Regions from separate parts of the Gossypium hirsutum genome. Here region 1 is linked to region 2. Evidence: chromatin contacts called from public Hi-C data. All regions are on one chromosome and are shown on one strand. The core of a region is the stretch at or near the end of the contact, and the rest is flanking DNA. Distances in the headings are between cores, read along the strand shown. Region 1 has its middle 12 kb from the start of LOC121205185. Region 2 holds the start of LOC107910011 (leucine-rich repeat receptor protein kinase EMS1-like).

Region 1 (6,158 bases), core at 837-3,336, 370 kb after region 2:
TTCATGGTCTTGCCGTCCAGATGAGGTAGATGTATCAATGTCCATGCAACATTATATTAATCTCATCTTCCGTGGTCCCACTGCATAGTGAAAATTCACATATTAATAATTAACATGAAATAATATAAATTATCCACAAAAATCATGTAATAAAACATAATTTCACATGCTTTATAAATTCATGTCCAATATTAATATTTAAGTAAAATTCATTTAATTCAATAACAATTACTCAAGATTAACATATTTACTAAGTCAAAAGGTGGTAAAAATAGATAGAAAAATCCTATATAATTTCAAGTTTACACATGTTAATTATATAGAAATCACTTAGTCTTGGAAACTCTTAGGTTTGATCTTTTGAATACTAGGGTGTTCCATTGAAACGCTACAAATATTACAGCTGACTTGTCACACTTGCAACACACCATACTTATATTGTTTGTTTTAGTGTTGATTCTTAGCCTAAATGCACACACGTCGAGGTCGCGGTCATGTTGCGACCATGAATGCTAGTGTCATAACATCAACTGCATGATGTCGTGACCTTGAAGGTAGTCCACCCTTAAGTGCAAATTGTTGAAGTCCTCCTTAGTTGATGGAAAAAGCGTTAGTGTCGCGACCTCGACATATTGGCATCATGACTTTGGTTCTAGTTTTGGCTCTTCTCCTCATTTTTGAATCAACCAAGCGCCTAAAACAAGCTCAGCTCAAAGATTAAGTTCTGAATGATACAAACTTGCCATTTTATTCTCAAAAACAAAAAATAGAATAAAACGCTATAGAAACTAAGATTAAATATGAAACCTAACAAGTGCAAAAAAGCGATAAAAAACACTACAAAATACTCCAGAAAAGGCTCTTTAAGGGTTTAAAGAGCTTAATTTGATGTATATAAATATAGCAAATCAGTAAACAATGTAGGATATGGTCTTTATATAGACTTATAATCCATTTGCCTTTATCCCTTTGCCTTTTGTTCTTAGGCAATGCAGGATTCATTACCCTATTAACATAAGATTAAGGTTAAACTTAGCTCCTAAAGACTAAACACAAAAGTAACTTTGTACAATAATAAACAAGGACAAAATATGTATTTTAATAAGTTGGTGTTGATATTCAATAAAATCATGGTGGATGACATACGGTGTTTTGGGTTTTTCCAACTACATTTAATTGAAAAATATGAACATTGTAAGATTTAAACTCACAACAATTGAATTAGTAAAACTTTAAATTTACTACTCAACTAAAACTTATTTTTTAAAATCAAATAAACATGGAAGAAGACTTGAACTTGGGCTATATGAGTGGAAAACACAAATACTTAATCATCATGATAAAGAAGCTGAACAAAAATAATTTAATTGGGAAATAAATTGAATTCACTATGAAATTGAATTCAAAGCTTTGATGAGGTGTTAATTACTTTGATGAATCAAGGGTTTCCACAATTTTAACAGCTTATTATACGAAAAATAAAAAAATTAAAGTTAATTTGATGGATAGATAGATTGAGAAAACGATAATGTTCAGTTTTTCATGAACTCAAGTTTGTTTTTCTTTTCTTTAGAAAGAAATTAGGTAAAAGATTTAGCCAATAAATAGTTCACACCTGTTTTAAATTATTTGTTTTCAATTTTTCTTTTTTTTTCTTCATTGTCACATCAAATTTATTTAACGGAAATTCTTAATATCATCATTGATTTTTATCGGTTGCTAATTTTTTAAATTTACACCAACAAAATTATTTTATTCTTTTAGAAGATAAATTTGAAAGGAATTAAAAAATATTTATATAAAAAAATTCAAATTTTATTTAAAATACTGAAAGAGTAAAACTTAAAATTTGAAGCCATCAAAACGCAAGTTTCGACCTTCTGAATGGAAATCTTCACAATATTCATTTTTAAAACCCGACTCTAATTGATAAAAAGCCACGTCAGTGTGTGGTCCTAAGCCTATTATTGCAGAAATGCAGGTCAATAATTGAATGCAGCAGAATTTGATTGTCGGAGAGGAGTGTGGCTTGCTAGGCTATATTGGATAGGAACTAAGGCGTTTCATGGCCTTTAATTGGCTACATTCTTGACTATGAACCCAACTTTTGGATCATATGAATCTGCTCTGGACTACAAAAGTAGTACCACTAATTTCCCATACACCGATTCAAATCAAAATTTTAAAAGTTAACAGCACTCTGCTCCATTATAATAGTTCCAATTATTCGTTGGCATTAAATTACTTATTCAAAAGTTGAAGTACTTTGCTCAACTGTTAGAATCGAATCTGTGATTTCATATTTGAATTTTGGTATATAAATAGTATAAAACGTTATATATAAGTTTGTCCATTATCAATCTGGCGAGCTTTCCATTATGAGTGTCTGTTATTTGAATGTTCTTACCCTGCTTGTTGATAATTTTTTGAAGAGTTAAGACATATGTAACTTTTAAGGGGTAACATATTACCCTACATAATACCTAATTACTTTTAATATGTTATATAAATAATTTGTACTTTATATATATATATGAATGAATGAGTAATTCTAAATGATACAATAAAATAAACACTCAACAAATTAAATATTTTTTTAACTAAGCAATAATATTATTAAGAAACCAGAACAATACAAAATTAACATATAACTAAAAAAAAAAACAAGGTTCAATGCAGAAAAAGGAAAGCCTAAAATAACACCTAAACTCACGCGTGAACCTCAAGAATCAAACACAAACTTCAACACCTTAATATCATAAACAACAAAGACGAGAAGAGCAAAAAGAAATCCATACCCATCGCAAAGTGGCTTTCAATACTGATAAAGGAGCCAATTGAAAGGATCCATACAAAGTTGATATATCCCACTATCGAAAATGAAATCCAATCCGAATAAAATTATATGTTTGAAATCAGGGATTTAAATAGCAGTTCGATATCGTTATAGCAGCCGCTATATAGTTGTAGCGGCACTGTCTGAAACCGTTATTGTCGAAACCGCTATTATGTTTTACAATAAGTTGTGTGAGTTTTTAAAACAATTCACGACCGCGATACTCAAAGTGACCCAATAGCATCCGTTATGTCCGCAACCGCGACAAACGCAACGCAACCGAAAACGCGGCCGTGACTGCAATTTAAATCCCTAGTTGAAATAGTTATTTAATTAATATTTATAATAATTTATTTTATTAATAACTTAAAAAAATTTTCAAATCTCAAATTTATACATTTATTTTGACTCAAAAAAATTTCATACATACATTTTGATTTAGTTTAAATTTTTTTTTATAAACCACATAATTGAAAGAAAGTGAAATATAAAACAAAAAAACATTATTATATCTATGTGAATGTTTAATTTTGGTTCAATTTTACATCTAAAATTTTAATTTTGATTTAATTGTATACATCTATAAAGATAAATGCACCTATTTAATTTTATGTTGGATATACAAAATGTAAATGTAAAATGTAGCTATTGTGATAACAATGTTAATGATTTGTAGAAATTGAATCAAATAAAGAAAATGTATGTATATAATTAGATAAAATTAAAGTCCACTTATCACATTACACATAAAATTTCTATTTATATATTATTTTGATATTTATCTCTATGAGGAAAAAAAATTCTTTAATACATGAGTATTACAGCATCAATAATAAAATGTCGCTTTTATCTCTATTGAAAAGAAAAACCCAATAATCAAGCCTTTTTCTTTCCATCACTTGTAAATATAGTTCCAACTTTCATTTTTTTTACAACAATATATGTTTTCTAATTGTATAATTTTATAAAATTTCATGCTAATATCTTATATAAAATTCTATGGTGCTTATAATATAAACATAAACGAAACAAAAAATCTTCAAAAATGATTCATGATAACATTTAAAAAAAAAAACTACATAAGATTTAGACTTTCATTTTTTTTACAACAATATATGTTTTCTAATTGTATAATTTTATAAAATTTCATGCTAATATCTTATATAAAATTCTATGGTGCTTATAATATAAACATAAACGAAACAAAAAATCTTCAAAAATGATTCATGATAACATTTAAAAAAAAAACTACATAAGATTTAGCATATAATTTTATACTAATAATGTATTTGCCAACATTGAGGGTTGAGATCTTTTAAAAATATTAGTATGTTTTCCAAATTATGCAAATTGGAAATATTGTTAGAATAAGTGAAGAGTAAAGAAAATTTTAAATTATTGTTTCAATTTTATTTGTTGAGAAACAACAGTCAGTAAAGTGTAAAAACTAAGGAAAAACTCCTCTATGAATATAATACCATCTCAACAAGAGTAAGAAGCATATTACGATCATAATATTCCTACAAAATGATGGAATCGTATTTGTATTTTTAGGTAAGACTAAATATTCGTGTCATATTGATGTATGAGCTTTGTAAAAGATTAAACACAGTACAATCACTGTCGTAAAAGATCGATAGGGTTTCTTCTTGAACCATAAGTTAAAACGAGTTTAGTTTGACTAAAGCATGGAGCATGTAATTCTATAGGTGATGGGTGGTGGAAAACGTGTCAATTGTTGAGACAACTTTTTTTTTAAAAAAAGGCCTGGATTTATGCTGATCGTCGAGGAAGAGAGTAATGTCAGTCGAAGAATATGAGAACCAAAAACTTTGTATTACTGTTCAAAGTAAAAGAAGAATCATTAAATATCCAAATACGTGTCAAATTTGTAGAGATTTTATTCTCGCAATTTTGAACGTCAGATAAAGTAGTTGCTGCCGCTTCAAAGTCTCTCATTAGGGTTTTTCCTTTTTTACGATTACGATTACAATTACGAGAACCAGAATATCAGGATTTCAACTTTTATTTATGGGTGCCGCATTAAGGAGGTGTTGGCAAGCTTTAGAGTTCTTGAAACTTGTCGAGGAATCAATTTTTACAGGATAAATTTTTAAAGTATCATTTATCGAGTAGACAATTAATTTTTCTATAATTAAAAGTATTCTTTAAAGAAAACTTTGTTTTTCATATTTTACCAAAAGTTAAAAGTACTTGATTTACAAAATTGAAAACGTTTCGATTGATGAAGTTGCAAAACTCAAAAGAAAAATGTTAATATAAAACATGAAATAATTATAGAATTACATGAAGGAAGAAGACTCAAACTATCCATCATGATAGTAATATTTTTAATTATTGAAAACCTATCAAATGTTTCGAAAACTTCTAATCGATCTCTCATCAAACCTATAATCCAACTATAATCATTTTATAAGTTTGAATATTTAGTGTCATCTATTATTGTAGTGGATCAAAATTCAAAATAACACTTATTATTGCAACAGTGTGATGTTGGGCAAAGCGAAAGAGACAAAGAGTTGTAGGCCGTTGGCTGCCAATGATTTTCTATTCTGAACGTACAGCTGGTTTGGAATTATATCTTTAGCCTTTCCTTTCCTATGAGTACATGGAAACAGTAGGCTTTAGTTTACTTCATCTCTGAATCTTATGATTAATTAAGAAAGGAATAAGGATAAAATAGAGCTTTTATATTTGACGGAACTTCCTACAGTTGGTAAGTGCTATGGCCTGTTAACCAATAAATTGCGAAAAGACAAAAATTAATCATCTTCTAGCTAATATATTCTTCTGCTCCGAATTCATTAATGAAAAAAAGCTATCGGCCCATAATTTAATTTTAAATTATCCTAATTAAAATCTTACTATTGATGTACAAAGTTTATAGTTCAACTAGTATTTCCCGCATTAAATCTTTTAACTGTTTCATATCTATATCGTATAGACTAAAGGGTTAGCTTTTTTATTTTATTTTTGTCTTTGATTAAAGCAAAATATTACATAATTATTCACATAAGAGCTGCACATGCCTCAGTCAAAATAAGCAACAACAAGGCCTCAGCGGCTCATCATAAATTACAGCAAAAGTAGATCTAAATAGATTATTTTGGAGGCATTAGGATGAAAGTTACTTTCTAAATTTGTCAGAGCATCAATATTCTTATTTTTTTCATTGAAAATATAATTAAAATTTAATATTGGAATAGAAATTCGAAGCATCCTGCAATCATTAATTATAATAGCAAACAAAGTATTACAAAATGAAACAAGAGAAACAAGAGAAATAATTATAGTTGAATCA
Region 2 (6,020 bases), core at 3,477-5,976:
CTGACTGAAATAGATCATATTCCCCCACATCGCCTATTCGTTCAATATCCCCACTCAAAGCAGTTAAAAAGGAAACAAGAAATCTAGGCCTCAGTTGGTCTTAAAATAGTTTCAAGCTAGGATTCAAAGCAAACATACATTGCAACTGTGAGTTGTAAAGCACGGATGATATGAGACTTCTCTGCTTGCATTTCAATGCTCCCAATTGCTAGAATCTTGATTTACAGAAAAGTGGAAGAAATGATAAAGACTATCAAATATGGGAATTGACAAGAGACAGTGTCAAGATATATAATTAGATTAGCAACTGAAACCTTACACCGTGCACATTCTAACTTCTTAATAATACTTACTTTACAGGATTATTAATAAAGAAAAGTGTCACGTTTCCAGGCAGAAAGACAGTTACTCCTTGTGGATCCCTTTGAGGAGCTTCAACACTTGAAGCATGGTAGGTCTGTTAGCAGGATTCTCGGCCAGGCAAACTGCAGCAATACTGAGCACCTGAAGCATCATCTGCTTTGAATCCACACCCATAACCACAGGATCTAAAACATCTGCAGCCTGACCCTTTTTTATCTTCTTAGTCACCCATCCAACTAAATTCCCTCCTTCAATCTCTTTAAATTCAGGGCCTGTTGGCTCTTTCCCAGTCACCAATTCCAGCAGTATCACACCAAAACTGAAAACATCTCCCTTTGTAGTGGACCTACCGCTCTGTCCATATTCTGGTGGAATGTAACCAAAAGTCCCTGCTATATCAGTACTAACATGAGTTTCACAAGCACTAATCAGTCTTGCCAGCCCGAAGTCCGCAACTTTTGCTTCAAAGTCTTCACTGAGTAAGATGTTGCTGGCTTTGATATCTCTATGGATGATGTGGGGAATGAAACCATGGTGAAGAAATGCTAGTCCCCGAGCAGCACCAACAGCGATTTTGAAGCGTTTGGACCAATCAAGGACATCAAGAGCTCCACTGCGATTTCTCAACCAAAGATCCAAACTTCCATTGATCATGTATTCGTAAACAAGGAGCTTCTCCTCACCCAAAGAACAGTATCCAAGCAATGGAACAAGATTTTGGTGCTTCACCTTTCCCAAGGTTTCCATTTCAGCTATGAATTCTCGATTGCCTTGTGTTTTGGCCTGGCTTAGCTTCTTAACTGCAACAGTCTTCCCACTAGGCAACTTAGCTTTGTAAACAGTTCCAAAGCCTCCATCTCCGATTATGTTGGTCTTGCAAAAATGATGGGTTCCCTCAAGGATGTCACCGAGTGTGAGTTTCAGGAGTGGCTGCTCAAATGTCGCTATATTGATGCTCAGCGGCTCCTTTGACCTGCTGCTGCTGCTCAAGAAGCAGAGATTTTGATCCAGGAAGTTGTTTAATTTGCTTTCCTCAATTTCTTCTGGATCACTCAGCTGGCCACTCCGCAAAATCCATCTGCGTACAGCAAAGGCTGAAGCAAAAATGATAAAGACACTTGCAGCCACAATCCCTGCAAGGCCCCAGGCATTTAACAAAGAAGATCTTTCAGAACATCTGATCTGGCACTCCAAACCTGTAATTCTTCCACACAGATCATTGTTCCCAGCTAGAAAGATTTTTGACAGGTTTTGACAAATACCATTTCTGGGCACAGGTCCTCCCAACCGGTTTTCTGCTAGATTCAAGTAGAACAGACTGAACAAACCACACACTTCCGCTGGAATCTGTCCGGAAAATCTGTTTCTGGATAAATCAAAATACTCTAGTTGCATCAAGTTACCAATTTCTGAAGGAATGGCACCACTAAATTTATTTCCATGAAGATCCAAGTACATCAAATAAGACAAATTGCCCAAAGATTGGGGCAAGCTTCCATAGAAAATGTTATTACTCAAATTCAAGTCTTCAATCTTCCAAGACACGGAATTTGAGAACAGGTTATGTATCTCACCAGCAAGCCTATTCTTCTGAACATAGAGCCCCACCAGGTTAAGCATCTGGGACAATGACGAAGGTAGCTCACCGGCAAGCTTATTATTGCTTAAATCCAAGTGAGTAAGTTCTTTCAAGTTCCCAAAACTTGCAGGAACTACACCAGATAACCTATTGCCAGTCAAATTTAACTTTACCAAACTACCCACACGGCCTAAGCTTTCAGAGATGGTTCCTGTAAGCTGGTTATTCCCCAAATACAAGCCCTGAAGCTTGAGAGAGTCACCGAATTCAACAGGAATAGGACCCGTCAGCAAATTTCCAGACAAATCCAAAGTTGTAAGATTTGTCAAACGAGAAAGTGATCCTGGAATCCAGCCAGTAAGCATGTTGTTGTTGAGAAGAAGATCCACCACCACTGCACAGTTTCCCAATTCTTCAGGTATGGGACCAGTCAACCTATTGTGTGACAGATCGAATACTCCATGATGCTGCACAAAGCTCAAGTCGGGCAGATTAGCCTGATGGAAATATGAAGATGGTTTCCAAGGGATGGAACCGGATAGATTATTGTGAGAAAGAACCAGGCACTGCAGCTGATCAAGGTCTGCAAGTTCCATGGGAATTGATCCACTGAAATTGTTGTTTCCAAGATCCAGCGTTGTCAATGCTTTGCAGTATCCAATTTCAACAGGTATATTTCCTTCCAAGAAATTCGAGTTCAAGTTTAGCACAGAAAGAGCTGTGAGATTGCCGATCTCCTTTGGTATATTTCCCTTCAAACGATTACCGCTAAGAACAAGCGTTTCCAATGTAACCGCATTTCCAATATCAACTGGCAGAGTCCCCTCTAGCATATTATTTCCAGCAGAAAACTCCATCAAACTATTTGAACTCCATAAACTCACAGGAATGGTACCAGTGAAATTGTTGGAGTCAAGGTCAATAACCATCAATGGAAGCTCTGAAAGATACTCTGGGATTGAACCATTAATGTGATTATTGAGCAAAACCAACTGAGCAAGATTTCTACAGTTCACAAACACATCCTCAATGGTAACCGAAAGGTTATTACCATCGAGATCAACCTCAAAGAGTGATTTTGCATTGCATAACTCTCTTGGTATCGAACCCGACAACTTGTTATTGCTCAAACTAAGGTGCTTAAGCCTTGAGCAATTCTCAATTTCAGGAGGGATGTTACCTGAAAAGTGGTTGTTTGAAAGTAGCAAAGACTCCACCTGGGTCCATTTCCCAAGCCAAGGTGGCAGTGGCCCAGAAAGCTGGTTCGTTTCAGCAGAAAACGTCAGCATAGGCAAACTTGAAAGCTCCTCAGGCAAGGACCCGGACAGCGAATTGAAAGACAGCATCAACATCATCAAATTCCGGCAGTTCCCAAGCTCCGCTGGTATTGAACCATTGAGCTCGGTGTAGACGAGGTTCAATATAGTCAAATTCTGTAACTTTCCTATAGACTTTGGAATGGAACATTTCAATGGGTTATAAGAAAGGTCGAGCTTGGTGAGTGATTTTAGATTGGATAGTTGTTTAGGCAAAGGTCCTGTTATGGAACAAGAGGGTGAAAAAAAGTTCTCAAGGAGTGAAAGTTTACCAATTTCAGGTGGTATTTTCCCTGTAAATTGGTTGATTCCAATGTAAAGAGCGGTCAGGTTTTTTAGCTCACCAATTTCAGGCGGGATATTACCAGAGAAAGAATTGTTGGAAATATCCAGAGAGGTTAAAGACTGAAGGTTTTCAAAGAGTGTTGAAGGGAAAGAACCTGAAAGGAAATTGTTAGCCAGGTCCAAGAACTGTAGCTGAGTTAACTGTCCAAGCTTAGCCGGCACTGTGCCAGTGAGTGCATTGGTGGAAAGTTCTAGCGTCCGAAGTGCATTCAGGCTGCCCAGCTCGGAAGGGATGTTTCCGGTGAAAGAGTTAGACCCGAGTTTGAGGGTCTTGAGGAGAGTCAACTCGGCCAACTCAGTCGGAATTTGGCCAAAGAAGGAGTTAGAGGACAGGTCTAGGAGGGTGAGGTTTGAGAGGGACGAAAGGGACGGAGAGAGAGAACCTGTCAAGGACCGAGATGGAAGAGAAAGCGAGGTGACTCGGCCGAGCCGACAAGTGACACCATCCCACTTGCAGAAATGAATTCTTTGGTTCCATGATGATAGAAAATGAGGGTTTTGAAGCCCTCTTTTGAAGGAAACCAGAGCTTCCCTGTCTGGGTTTCCGTCCGCTTGCTCTATCGTTGCCCCTGATATCGATAACAACAAATGAAGGAAACAGAGGAAGTGAAACAAAAGCTTAAACTCCATAGCCAAAAGAAGAAACAGTAATATTTACAGGGGAAGATGGGAAAGAAGAGAAGAGATAAAAGATAAAAATGGAAGGATGATAATGGCCATAGGCAAGGGGAGTAAATTCTGAAGAAAGGTTTGGGTGAACTTTAAAGAAGAAGACACCATAGCCAACGTAGCTCACGTGACTGGAGCTTTTGTAACTGCAATCCTCAAATCTCAATCGTGTTTCCTTTAATATATATATATCTTTTTATTGAGAGAAAAATCCCACATGAGTTTTGATTGATCATATATTACAAGTACCCCTGAGGCTGAATCTTTGGTTTGGAATTATTATACGATAGGAACAAAAATCTTTTGATTTGTATATTAAACAAACGAGCTATAAAGGGCCCCTACTTCAGAGAATCCGGCTCTTGTCTCTTTTCTTTAATTTTCGCTTTGATAAAATTAGCACACTATGGATGATTGTGGTTTAAGGCCTAAAAGCTGAGATATCCTTTTGTTTATTTCCTTGGGTTGTTAGAAGAAATACGTTTTATTTAAATAAAAGTGCCCCAACCCAAATTTGCTTCTTCAGTGCAGCTGTAGGTGCACTGTACAATTTTCTGCCGAATCTCTGATACTCAAAGATTTGGGGAAATTATTGAAAGATGGAAGAGATAGAAATTTAGTGAAAAAGGTGTAGTAAACGATGTGGTTGTTTGTAAGCGTGAAATGTGTGTCGTCGCCCTTCATCTTGAGATTTTCAGTAGTCAGAACAGATTGCTTTATAATGGAATCTCAATTATCAACCCCCCAAAAATGAAGCAACAGAGTAAAAGAACTGGACTAAACTGAAGAGGTGAAGATTGCGGAGCATGGCATTGGGAACAAGAACTTACAGAAACCAGGGCTTTAATTTCATTGGCAGACAAATTATTATTATTATTATTATTATTATGGTTAAATCGCTATTTAAGACTTAAAAAAAAAAATCAACTTCACCCAAATAAAAATTTCTACAGATCCATCCTGGTTTTGTATTTTTGTGATGCAGGTCAGTTATCAGATGAAAATTTTGGACGCATTATTATGTGAGAGTGAGAGGGAGTGGTCCCTTAAAATTATGGACCCCTACATTTCCTTCCGATGAGACGGTCCAGATGCTAATTTCGGTCAGGTGCATTATTCCAATTGACCTTATTGCCCCTTCACACTCTTAAATTCATGTTAGAGAATAGGACCTATTAGGTATTAATAAAATAATATTTGATTCTAAAATTTTAAAATTTAATATTTTTTTTCAATAATGAATTAGTTTTAAACCTGAAGATTATTTTTGGTCGAAATTATAACTAATAATTGCCTTAATTTTATTTATATTTTTTTAAACAAATATTAGTAATTGCCTTAATTTTATATTTTACAGGAATAAATGGTTTGGGATGTGCAAAAGGACAAGGCATAAGGGCTCTCTTAATTTACATAGAAAAAAGGAGTGTATCTTATAGGGGCGGTGTCTGTTTTGAGTTGCTTGTAAGGACATGAGAACCTGATGTAGGCTGAGTTGTCCCTTCGGTCCCACTTAGAGCAATACATGGATCGGCTGGTTCGCAAAATCTGGCCACCCCGACAAACAGTTTTTGTTTATAGGAAAGAGAGAAAATATTTTTTAAAAATATTTTTATTTAAATTTAATTATAAAAACATATAAATATTAATATAATAGTACATATTTTATTTTTTTATGCTTATTATATAAAAAATATCTATAACATTATTCAATAATCAATTGAACTCTCAATTAAGAGTAACACTCA

What was found. A called contact is a pair of places that touch in the nucleus more often than the background predicts.
Region 1: a contact with region 2 is called in a Hi-C map of leaf, with 1.7 times the contacts expected there. The contact joins the enhancer-like site here to the promoter of LOC107910011 in region 2. A contact is called at or near these places in 5 of 34 Hi-C or Micro-C datasets (hypocotyl, leaf and seedling).

The regions. Positions count from the first base shown.
Region 1 is chrA08:65,119,540-65,125,697 of Gossypium_hirsutum_v2.1, forward strand. No RefSeq gene overlaps it. Among protein-coding and RNA genes, the nearest start is that of LOC121205185, 12 kb to the left of the region's middle. Within about 2 kb of position 2,087, at least 3 of the 9 cell types and tissues checked have an H3K27ac peak or open chromatin away from gene starts, as enhancers often do. A contact at or near this core is called in leaf, where this site is marked.
Region 2 is chrA08:64,746,860-64,752,879 of Gossypium_hirsutum_v2.1, forward strand. It overlaps LOC107910011 (leucine-rich repeat receptor protein kinase EMS1-like), which reads right to left and starts at 4,727. Exons shown (of 1, transcript XM_016837773.2): 1 at 261-4,727. The coding sequence starts at 4,233. The coding sequence ends at 406.